Linked DNA regions of Anas platyrhynchos: region 1 is linked to region 2. A link is a contact called in public Hi-C data. All regions are on one chromosome and are shown on one strand. Each heading gives the region's core, a stretch centred on a gene start, on an enhancer-like site or on the middle of the called end of the contact. The rest is flanking DNA. Distances are from core to core; before and after follow the strand shown.

The links. Hi-C and Micro-C count contacts between places; a contact is called where the count stands out from the background.
Region 1: a contact with region 2 is called in a Hi-C map of subcutaneous adipose tissue, with 5 times the contacts expected there. The contact joins two enhancer-like sites. A contact is called at or near these places in 6 of 8 Hi-C or Micro-C datasets (F1 follicle, F5 follicle, liver and 2 more).

What each region holds. Positions count from the first base shown.
Region 1 is chr1:26,734,153-26,737,048 of IASCAAS_PekinDuck_T2T, forward strand. No RefSeq gene overlaps it. Among named protein-coding and RNA genes, the nearest start is that of TES, 34 kb to the right of the region's middle. Within about 2 kb of position 1,444, at least 3 of the 8 cell types and tissues checked have an H3K27ac peak or open chromatin away from gene starts, as enhancers often do. A contact at or near this core is called in subcutaneous adipose tissue, where this site is marked.
Region 2 is chr1:26,610,696-26,613,499 of IASCAAS_PekinDuck_T2T, forward strand. It overlaps MET (MET proto-oncogene, receptor tyrosine kinase), which reads right to left. Exons shown (of 27, transcript XM_038173479.2): 2 at 1,546-1,632. Among named protein-coding and RNA genes, the nearest start is that of MET, 24 kb to the right of the region's middle. Within about 2 kb of position 1,271, at least 3 of the 8 cell types and tissues checked have an H3K27ac peak or open chromatin away from gene starts, as enhancers often do. A contact at or near this core is called in subcutaneous adipose tissue, where this site is marked.

The DNA.
Region 1 (2,896 bases), core at 194-2,693, 120 kb after region 2:
ATATGCACTGGTTCTTCTCTCTGCTACCATACAAGGCAACTCTGCATTCCTGCTGGTAACCTTTTATTACCTCCTAAGTTTTCCAGATCACTGCCAGATTTCTTGAACTTCATGGAATGATTACAGGCCTCATAAATGTAAACCTCGGATTCTGTTTGGCAGTTTTGTATCAGAATGCCAAAAAGAAGAAAATATATAAAAAATCAGAAAAAAAACTGCTAAGACCTCTTGCACAGTAACAGCTGCAGCTATACAATTTACAGTTCAACAAACTTCACCAGCTAAAGTGAACCAAGTCTCAAAATACCACTGTGATGTTGCTATTACACCCAGCTTACATGGGATGCTAGCTGAGGAACAGAATGCCCAAGGAATTTAGACAATGCCCCATTGCATTTAACAGAGGCCTAGAATGGCATGTCAACTGTTTCTGCTTTCTAGTCATAGTCTGCAGTCTACTAAATCATGCCTTTAGAGAGGAAGAAAGTATAACAGAAAAAGGATTCCAGCTTATATTAGTGCTGTTGCACATTATGACTGAGTTGGAAGGAGCCAAGGGTCCATTTGTTTGTTGTAAGAAATCTGTAAAGGAATATGCAGTTTTAGAGATCATTCCGCCAACATACAAAACAAAAAATGAAGTGATGGAATCGATGCAAGTGCACAAAAGCAGTCTGAAAAAAATCTGAATGCACTTCATATAGAGAATTTTCTGATTTAAAAATGTGCATTGAATTCCTGGAATGAGAGAGATGCTGTTTGCATTCTGCCCACAGTGTTCTGGCTTCACATTCTGGAAGGTCATTAAAATGTTTTCTAAGAACTGAGGAACTGTTTACTGATTTCATTCTTACCGATTAATCCCAAATTCTGTCCTGGATCCACTTTCAGAATTATTTGTTATAAAATGCCTCCCAGCTTGTTTAAACTGGAAAAGCTTGTTAAACTTGAAAACTATGGCTTCTTTTGTCCTTCTTCATGTTTTCCTTGACAAAGACCTGCATCCAACTGAAACAACAGCTAAGCCCCCAACAGCTTCCATTGAGTCACATTCCTATATAATCTAACTTGTTTGTTTGCAGCTGGGGACCCCATAGAGGTGCAGACACCTAAATCTTAGCTGTCAGAACATGTATTTTAGGTCCAGAATTTGAAATATGGAAAAAGATTGTGTCAAAATAACCAGCATGCTGAACAGAGGGTCAGTCCACAAAAACACACTGGTAGAAAATGCTGAACGTGTTTTTTTGTTTTGTTTTGTTTTGTTTTTTTTTTTTTTTTTTTGTTTTTTTTTTCAGCCTGTTCTGAAGCTTACTAGTATCAGATTGAAACGGGTGTGCACCCCATTAATGTGCCAGGCAAGGCGCTTTAGAAAGGCTCTTCAGATAGACAGAGCCATGGGTGCATTTTTCATGTGGGAATGCGTGTGTGAGAGCAAGGCAGGGAGGCAGAGGAGTTCCTCCTGTAACCTCAACAAAACTTGGCAGCAGGAGAGAGCTCTAACACGTACTAAGTTTCTACAAGTTTTCTCTAAGTTGCAAAACAAGATTTGTCTGCTAATGCTGAGCCTCAGTCTCTGAGAGGCCAGAGAAAATTCACATGGGCAAATAAGATATAATGAATTCCCTAACCACGGGAAATGCTTTAGTCAGAGTTTACGTACCAAACAACAGAAAAACCTCAGATGGGAGTTCTCTCCCATACGGGTTCTCTGCTGTCTAATAAGATGCAGACTTGGGCAGAAGTCATAAACACATTTGTAAGTATGGTTTCCCAGTTAGATTCTCTAAAGTCTATAAGGGATCAAGTGCTGCACCGTAATATAATATAGCTCAATAATTAATAGAGATTGTTAATTAATCACAAAACTCCTGGGAGCTAAGCTGCCTTGGTTCAGGTACTTGGGAATGCTTCTTGAGTCCTAGGATCCAGCTGCAACTCTTAACTGGGGGCTTTGGGCTTAATTAAGGAAGACACAAAAGAGCAATGACCTCAGCCAGAGGGAGAAATAACACCTGGTCAGCACCTTTTTCTGCTATGTGATGGTTAAAACCAGAGCAGGCTGTGAGATCCAAAGAATTGAACTGCACCCATTGTTGGCATAGGTGGGTCTGTGACTATCACAGGAGAAGACCCTGAGCAACTTGATATAGCCTTGAAATTTGTCCTGCTGCGAGCAGGGGATTGGGCTAATAACCCCTCTTCAACTTAAATCTTACAAACTCTCAAACCCTGAATTCACAGCTAAAAGGCATGTAACACTTTTGCTATTGTTTTGCTGGAGTAAAGTGTTACCATTTCATGAACATTTGGTACAAGGGCTGGATGCCTTTAGGTTTTGGAAAATTTTAATAATTAGTGTCCTGCTTGTTTGAAAACATGGGATCTACTCATTTTTCAGATGCCTTCTATCACTAGTCCTGTGGTATATTCCTGACCAGATTCCTCAGAATCAGAGTCACTTCCTAGAAGTGTCATAAAATTAACCTCAGACTGCGAATTTCAACATAGAACATAGGCCAATATCAATCTACAAATATTTTATTTTTATTTTTATTTTAAATGGGGTACATCTATTAATCAATGTACAGGTGTTACTGATGTGATTTTAGTTACATCACAAGAATGCAGCAGCAGTAGCATAGAGCACCACTGAAGAACCTTTCCTTATCACTTGCCTTCTAATTGTCTCACATCTTGATTTTTTTGATTATTGCAACCCGATCCCTAAACTCAAGATCTTATGTTTTCTACCTTTTTATAGTGTCAAAATTATTCCAGACCACTTCCATGATTCAGCATTATCTCTCTGAGCTCATTTCACTTTCTTCCCTTTTCCCACTCTCCTCGTGATCTTTCTAAAACAATTCCCCTGAGCCTCCTCCTTCTGTCCAGT
Region 2 (2,804 bases), core at 21-2,520:
CCAGGAGAGGGCAGCCTCGCCTTGCGGAGCTGCCCGCGGTTACACCAGGCTCCGTGCCCCGGGGGTGCGGCCTGCTGCTGGCTGCCTGCTTGGCCGTGGATTTTCTCCCTAATTTAGACTAAAACCCAAGAGCGGCGCTTTCTGACCGCACAACGCGTGTCCTCGTGGATTAAGCAAAGATAAATACAGCCAAAGTGCTCCTTTTAGCTGAGACGTTTGCCCCCGTAGCACCCTGTGCTGTGCCTCACCAAACGGGGCCTGCTGCCCGGGGCTGGTTGCGCTCTCTTGCTGTTGTGGGTGAAATTTGGTGCTTTGGAGAAAGCCAGATCACAGCAGGGTAAACATGATGGAAGATGTGTTAAGCTTAGTGAGCTCATTTTGGTTGACGAGAGCCTAATTTTCAGCTGGTTTAGGTCAGTATCATTCATAAACGTTAGAATCACAGAATCATTTAGGTTGGAAAAGGACTCTAAGATCAGAAGATGAGGGTCACTGGAGCAAACCATGAAGGAAAAAAAAAAATAAAAAGCATTGAAATAAGTCCTGTTTGCCTTTTTCTCTGATTACTCATACCTTTTAATGATGTTCTCCCTCACCGTGGGGTGGGATTTCCCTTGGCTTATTTCAGTTTCCATTGAAATAATTTGGAAAATTCCAATGGTTTTGGTGGAAACAGGCTCAAAAAATCTGTGATTCTCGGAAGTGCTCTTCCTTTCCAAGAAGCATCAAGAGTGCTTTATCTTTCACAGAAGTTGAATGCTGCTTCACTTTTGATGCTGAAAATGTATTACATCAGAAATAAAACACAATGTAAATGAGATTATACAATGAGCTCCCTACTCAAAGAGATTAAATTGCACAGCATTTTAAATATCTTGCATTAATATTCTTTGGACCGTCATTTCATTTCTTTGTCTGACATTTGGAATTTATTGAACAGTCCAAGCTACCTTAATTTTAATTCATCGTCTTTAAGGATTTGACATGTTCAGTGAATTTGGCTTACTCTCTTTAAACACAGATTTCTACTTCTTATTAGCAAATTCCTGGAGTTTCTTCAGTTTTTGTACCTCCACAGTGTTGCTGTGTATTGACAGACTCACTCAGAAAGCAAAGCTATTTTTGGGTGTCTCCCTGGTCAATAACGAAAAATGTTCCTCTTGCAAAAGAAAACTATTTCTCTTCTGCGTGAGTCATGACTCTGCTTGTATGCACAGTGAAAGATTTCCAGCTTCTCAGGCTTTGCTGGCATTCGGGGCAGCTTTCAGCCAGCCAAGATTCACATGTGGAAACTAAATATGGTCATAGGGTTATACTCCCATTTTTTGCCCATTACTCAGGCTCTTGCATGGTGTACTTCGATGCCTACTCCCTTTCTGCCACTCTGCATCTCCTTCTGCAGTGTTAGTTTACTCTGTGGTTAAAGCTAGTAAGATCGTAGACAGCATCAGTTACAAACAAGCAGTGTTTCTTGTTCTGATGAAGAGTACTATATAAACGAAAGAGCTAGTATTAAACCCTGGAGGGAAACTAAAGCCCAGGTACCTTTATAGAGCTTCATTCTAGAGGGTGTCACCTTAAGTCTTAGTCCAACTTCAGCTGTAGTAATTGCCACAGCTTCCATGGCAGAACCTGCCAAAAATAGAAAAACAAGACGGAGAGAACAATTTTTTTTTTTTTTTTTTTTTTACAAAACAAAACAACAAACAGAACAGCCTGTGTATTTTCAGCAACAAGAAGTCAGAGGGACATTTTTATAATTATATACAACAGCCAGAAGAGTTCTGATGTCATGGGAGCCAGAAAAAATATGTCTGAAATTATACTACGTTTCACCGTGGAGGTTAATCAGTGAGCCAAGGCATATTTAGGTTCTTGTAAGGGTGTTTGACCCCTGCTTAGGACTGGTCAGCACATGTGGCCATGGAAGAGCAGTGGCAAACACAAATTACTGAGGTCTGTCAGCTACACAACTGTTGGCGAGGCGCTGACTCCCTTCCCACGTCTGTCCCAGGGAGCTCGTCCCCTCCTCATGGGCTTTATGGACCTGGTGGGAGTTGCACAGGGCCTGATCTCATACTTAGGGCTGGGCTTCAACTTCCTTAGCAGCTCTGCCTTCTCCATTTGCCTCAGTGCTCTTCTGAGCTGTGTAAAAACTTTTAGCATTCGTCAGTGAAGAGGAAACACTAGCTTTGTTCCCAGTTTCCACCTTCAGCCTCCACTGAGAGTTCATTACAGTACGGCTCTGTGACCAAAGGTATCTACGAATAAGGCCCATTTGCAGCAAGACATTTACATAGTGTCAAATGCATAATTTTTCCCTGCAAATTAGATGAGACTGTGCACATGCCTGATTAAGACAGACTTATGCTCAGGCTGGATTACAATTTTGCTTGGGAGATATTTTGTTAGCTGATGATTTATTCTTGCACTGTATAACCTCTATGTGACTTTGTGGCTTGCTACAATATTTCTGTTAGGAACCAAAACCACAATTTTTAAACAATAGCTGTGGCAACTACATGGATTAGTAAGCATGAACTAGAAGTATTGACACAAGTTTTTCAAACTTTTCTTTTTAGATTGATTACTTTTTTTGTGTGTGTGTGCAGTTTTTGTGTTCAATTGTAAATAAGTTTATAGTAAAAGAAACATACAAAAATCACTTTAATTGGATAAAGAGGGCTTACTTTCTTGACGAATGCCACACACTGGAGAGCAACAGTGTTTAGAGATTAGATTCACATCAGATTCCCTATGATCTCTTCACTACCCCCTGGCTACAGAAGGGTTTTTAAGGCAGA